2 separate regions of the Mus musculus genome follow, and region 1 is linked to region 2. The links are chromatin contacts, called in public Hi-C maps. All regions are on one chromosome and are shown on one strand. The core of a region is the stretch at or near the end of the contact, and the rest is flanking DNA. Distances in the headings are between cores, read along the strand shown. Region 1 overlaps Lrch1 (leucine-rich repeats and calponin homology (CH) domain containing 1). Region 2 has its middle 19 kb from the start of Rubcnl.

What was found. A called contact is a pair of places that touch in the nucleus more often than the background predicts.
Region 1: a contact with region 2 is called in a Hi-C map of bone marrow-derived macrophages, with 34 read pairs. The contact joins two enhancer-like sites. A contact is called at or near these places in 1 of 15 datasets of contacts at CTCF or cohesin (large pre-B cells), 15 of 484 Hi-C or Micro-C datasets (the AML12 cell line, B cells, the BV-2 cell line and 11 more) and 5 of 115 datasets of contacts at active chromatin or transcription factors (effector CD8 T cells, large pre-B cells, memory CD8 T cells and 2 more).

What each region holds. Positions count from the first base shown.
Region 1 is chr14:74,840,248-74,843,237 of GRCm38.p6, reverse strand. The region is part of intron 2 of Lrch1 (leucine-rich repeats and calponin homology (CH) domain containing 1); the gene reads left to right. Among named protein-coding and RNA genes, the nearest start is that of Gm52135, 23 kb to the right of the region's middle. Within about 2 kb of position 1,362, at least 88 of the 459 cell types and tissues checked have an H3K27ac peak or open chromatin away from gene starts, as enhancers often do. A contact at or near this core is called in CD8 T cells and bone marrow-derived macrophages, where this site is marked.
Region 2 is chr14:74,995,347-74,998,123 of GRCm38.p6, reverse strand. No RefSeq gene overlaps it. Among named protein-coding and RNA genes, the nearest start is that of Rubcnl, 19 kb to the left of the region's middle. Within about 2 kb of position 1,358, at least 75 of the 459 cell types and tissues checked have an H3K27ac peak or open chromatin away from gene starts, as enhancers often do. A contact at or near this core is called in CD8 T cells and bone marrow-derived macrophages, where this site is marked.

The sequences.
Region 1 (2,990 bases), core at 113-2,612, 150 kb after region 2:
AAGCCATTGATGTTCTATTCAGGAATTTTTCCCCTGTGCCCATATCTTTGAGGCTTTTCCCCACTTTCTCCTCTATAAGTTTCAGTGTCTCTGGTTTTATGTGGAGTTCCTTAATCCACTTAGATTTGACCTTAGTACAAGGAGGTAGGAATGGATCAATTCGCATTCTTCTGCATGATAACCGCCAGTTGTGCCAGCACCATTTGTTGAAAATGCTGTCTTTCTTCCACTGGATGGTTTTAGCTCCCTTGCCAAAGATCAAGTGGCTTTGCCCCTTCTTGGAATTGGGAGCAAAGCACCCATGGAAGGAGCTACAGAGACAGAGTTTGGAGCTGAGACGAAAGGATGGACCATGTAGAGAATGCCATACCCGGGGATCCATCCCATAATCAGCCTCTAAACGCTGACACCATTTCATACACTAGCAAGATTTTCTGAAAGGACCCAGATATAGCTGTCTCTTGTGAGGCTATGCCGGGGCCTAGCAAACACAGAAGTGGATGCTCACAGTCAGCTTTTGGATGGGTCACAGGGCCCCCAATGGAGGAGCTGGAGGAAGTAACCAAGGAGCTGGGGGGATCTGCAACCCTATAGGTGGAACAATAATATGAACTAACCAGTACTCCCCCAGAGCTCGTGTCTCTAGGTGCATATGTATCAGAAGATGGCCTGGTCAGCCATCAATGGAAGAAGAGGCCCATTAGTCGTGTAGACCTTCTATGCCTCAGTACAGGGGAATGCCAGGGCCAAGAGGTGGGAGTGGGTGGGTGGGGGAGTGGGTGTGGGAGGGTGTGGGGGACTTTTGGTATAGCATTGGAAATGTAAATGAAATAAATACCTAATTAAAAAAAAAGACAGGCTAGAGTACAGATACATGTCAACAACAGCACATGTTTCAGGACTTAAGACTAATATACATTCCGTTAGTGAGCACTAAATCTTTATCACCCAGAGAAATATTTTCACATAAGAAAATTAGGTATGCGGATTGTAGTGTAGATATCCTGCACTTTATGTTTAATATCTACTTATAAGTGAGTACATACCATACATGTCCTTTTCGGTCTGTGTTACCTCACTCAGGATATTCTCTAGTTCCATCCATCTGCCTACAAAGTTCATGATGTCCTTGTTTTTAATAGGTGAGTAGTATTCCATTGTGTAAATGAACTACATTTTCTTTATCCGTTCTCAGTTGATGGACATCTGGGTTGTTTCCAGTTTCTGGCTATTATGCATAAAACTGCTATGAACAAAAAAAAAAAAAAAAAAAAAAAAAGAACTAGCCATGAGGGCTGCCCAGTCAGAGTAGGTGTGTCTCAGCAGGAGCACAGCAAGTCCTATCCTCGGGGTTAGTGATAGGGGAAGTAGATACTGAAAGCCATAGAGGGTTGATATCTACCCATGTGACTAAGGCTTGTTATAAATATAAAAGTTTGTGTGTCTTTTATCAGAGAACTGAATGATCCAAGGTGCAAGGTGGGGTAGAAACCCCCAAATTAATATTAAGTATTTACCACAACAAGAAAGGGCAAGGTGCTAGTGTGTGAGAATCCATCCTGTGTATTTGGCAGGAAACAAAAAAAGCCAGAGATGTTTTTGAGCCCTGTTACTTGGTTTATGATGAGGAGTTACTGAAAAAGTGACATCAGAGGACCAGGTAGGAGCCAGGCCTTCGTCCCTCTCCTCTCTCCCTGTCCTGTTTACCCAGGCAGGGCAGGGACAGTGGCAGGAGGAGGCACACAGGCTCTCCTGCAGCGAGGACAGGGAATCCTGGGGCACCACATTTGAACCTGCGATTCTTTATCAGCTCAAGAAGCCCTTTTCACTGCAAATCAACTCCTTTGTAATCAAGGAAAATTAGCTTTTTAGACAGGTGTCATTGGTTAGATTTAAGATTGAACTTTGGCCTTTACCTTATCAGGTACTGTGTGACCTTATCCGTAAACATTGTTTTCATAAAGGATCCGTTTTTTTTAGCCAGTAGGCTTGAAGGAGAGAAGCGGAGGCTTGGGACCCCTGGACTTGCCTGAGAGAAATAAGTGTCAGATGAATGGCTTCAGGAAGCTAAGACTGCTGACATAGGCAGTGGACATGGAGCTAAAGGGACACAGTTGCCCCTCCCCTTTATGAATGTTCCCCTTGGGGACCTTGGGTCTTTGTTACCCATGTGTGGTTCCTTTGACTCTCATGAAAACTGCAAATAATCCAAAAATACCTCGTGACAAAGTATATGAGACAGATGCTGAGGGAACAGATGTGGCTAAGAGGAAACATGCCCCTGCTCGTGCATGCTAATTAACTAGATTGTTAACTCCATGGACTTGGGGTGGGCTAAGCAGCTTTTGGTTATAAAACTCATTCGACCCACCAGAGAGGCCTTGGATGGTTTTATAAGCTTAGATTTTTCTAAAGTGTGTGTGTGTGTGTGTGTGTGTGTGTGTGTGTGTGTGTGTGTGTGCGTGCCTGCCTGCCTGCCTGCCTGCCTGCCTGTCTGTCTGTCTGTCTGTGAGAATGTCTTTTTAGGTTAAAGAAAGTGTGGTCCTGAAGTTAGAGTTAAAGGTGCTTGGGAGCCCCCCAGCATAGGTGCTGGGAGTCGAACTCAGTCCTCTGGAAGGACAGCAGGCACTTTAAACTACTTAACCACCTCTCCGGGGTCCAGAAGCTTAGACTGCTCAGTTTGAAGCCAGCACTGGCCCTCAAACACCTCCAGGGAGAGTGAACCAGCACAGCAGAGCCTTCTCAGAGTTGTTTTTGGCTGCTGTGATAATGACTCAGTCAGTCTTGTCACTGGCCTGGTTAGGTGCTTGCATTGATTGGGTGGCAAGACCTGGACAGAAGTATAGGAATGGTTTCAGCATGGGTTTGAGAGTAGAAATTTCTGGAAATATCCATCCCTACCACCCCCCAATCCTCTTTTCAGCAGGAAGTTGAGATATGCCTTTGTTCTAAGAGAATTTCCTTGTTAGCATTCTTTTTGGCCAGTTTTC
Region 2 (2,777 bases), core at 109-2,608:
AGTTCTGGTGGGGGTGGGGCTGGAATCCAGGTACCGGGCAGGGTTGGCTTACTCGAGGACACTCTGGGAGAGAATCTGCTCCATGCCTCAGTCCTAGACTCTTGTGGTCGCCAATAGTATTGAGTAATCCCTGCCTTTAGAAGCCATCAATTTCCATCTTTAACTTCATATCTCATCTTTGTGGAGATCTGGATAAGATTGGGCCCCATAGGCTCATAGGTTAGCATGCGTAGTGCCCAGGGATGAACTGTTTTGGAAAGATTAGGAGGCATGGCCTTGTTGGAGGAGGTGTGTCTGGGGGGTGGGCTTTGCCTACTCTTTCTGCCTGCTGCCTGTGGGTCGGTATATAAAGCTCTCAGCTACTGCTCCAGTGCCGTGTCTACCTGCTCCCACCATGACCACAGGCTAATCCTCTAAAGCTGCAAGCAAGGCCCGAGTTAAATGCTTTCTTTAATAAGAGTTGCCTCGATTGTGGAGTCTCTTCACGCCAATAGGAAATAACTAAGATAGTCTTCCTCCCTAACATGTGTCTCTGTGTCCAAATCCACCCCTCCCCACCCCTCCTCTTCCTTCTGGTCCCCTCCTCTGTGATTTGCTCCCAGCTTGTTTTTGTTGTTTCTACAGTCCAGGGTGGCCTCAGCCCTTTCTCATGTGGGGATTACTGGCATATACTAGCATGCCAATCTTCAAATTTCTCTTTAAGGACCACTGTCACTGAGTATACCCTAAAGTAGCATGGCACGATCACAACTTGATTACATCCGCAAAACCTCTCTTTCCAAATAAGGTCCTGACCAAAACTGGGTGGGTTTAGAACTTCAGCATGTGGAGGTGGAGACAGCTTAACCCACAGTGTCATCAAAAGGGCAGGAAGAACCAGTGGCCTCTGGGTGGAGACTGCTGGGCAGGGAAGGAATCCTGTGCTCCTTCCAGCCTTGTTCCTGCTTTCACTGATTGTGTTTGTGTTAGTAGTACTTCTGGAACACTCCCCTAAAGAACATCTCTTTGTTTGCAGCTTATCTTCACACACCCAAATTTCTTACTGTGCAGCTATAACTTATGGTCTTTGAGGAGACATGAAAAACACTTCTGTAGCAGCTAGTGATTATGCGACATCTCTCTTCTACTCAAGGCTTTGAGCTCTGGTCACTTCACCCTTTCTCCAGCTTCTACTCAAGCAGACCTTGTTTTTTTTTTAACTCACTGACATAGAGTGGTTAGTGCTAAAACCACACATCCTGGGGGGGCACAGGGACACATGGCCTTCCTGACTCTCACTGGCCTCTCTAGCCTGCCTGCTTGCTTGTCTCCTGTTCTCTGTTGGCAGAGAGCAGTGTGACACATTTACAGCTTCACTAAAACCGTGGGATGTCCCAGCTTGTCTTTATCCAAGCCCAACACGTGGAATTACTCAGAGTGTGGTTTTGTGCTTTGGTAAAGTCAAAAGAAATGTTCTGTTCTGTAGAGCCACACCTAACTGCCCACACTGTGGTCTGAGGAAATCATGAACCTCAGGATGACACAGCTGAGATCTGGGGTGGCCTTACTTTGAGCTGGGCTCGAACATAAATCTGCGCGCCCATTCCTAGCCCCAGCTCTTCGATAAGCCTGTATTGAGTTGTCTCTGCTGCCTCTCTCCTGCACTCTGTTCTGCCACAGGCAGGGTGGGGTCCCCACACCTGTGTGGAGAGGCTTTCCGAAGACTGTCAGAGCGTTGGCATGACCAGCTTTTAGAGACGACGCCCAGTAGAATGGATGACATTTAAAAGCCTGTTCACAGTGAGGTTTGGAGAAGATGGAGGACTGGATCACTCAAGCATTGCTGCACTTTGCTTGGTTTTACACACACACACACACACACACACACACACACACACCCCACATACACACATACATGCACACTCACATACACAAACACATACATATACACACATATATATACACACACACACACATACACAAACACATACACTCACACCTTTTTAAAAACTCACTTGGCAACCTCATTATTTTATTGCAGGTGCTATGCTCACATGCCACTCTCTAAACAATGCACCTAGCAACCGCTGATCTCCACCTGCATTGAGACACACACGCGCACACACACACACACCATTTTCTAAGTAATGATATACATATTTCCAGCCTTAACAATCAAATCTAGATTGTTCCTATTCTAATGTGTTCCCAATGTGTCTGGGTAGGGAGAACAGGAAGGCTGACCCTATTGGTTTGGGTCTAAATTGTTTTGGGGAGCCCACTCAACAAAGCGACCCGTCTTTCAAGTGAATTTTTAGGGACAATCCCTTATCTACCATCCAATGCCTATGTATAAAACTAGGCATGCTTAGGATTAAAATCAGATATATTATGGGAAGAAAGTTGCGCAGTAGAAAAACGATTGCATCACCTATCAACCAAAACAGAAAACCATAGAAACCATGCCCCATACTACCAAACTCCTCCTCCTTCTGAACCAAATAAAAGGAAAACCCAAACCATAGCCAGGCCCTTGAGTTCCTTCACTCACAGGGCCCACGATCCATCTTGACTGTGCCCATTGTAATCTGTACAATCATTTCACTCAGGGTAACGTTAGCTCACTACTTTGCAAATCACAAAATAATCCTCCTTCATATTATCTCTGCCTTTCCATGCAGCCACATGAGATTTGTGGCCAACTTAACTTTAGTTTGCCTGATAGTTTCTTAAATATTTTATGACACGTACTTATTTAATCAGTTACTATGTGCACTTTGAGTTTCTTCAAAAAGACA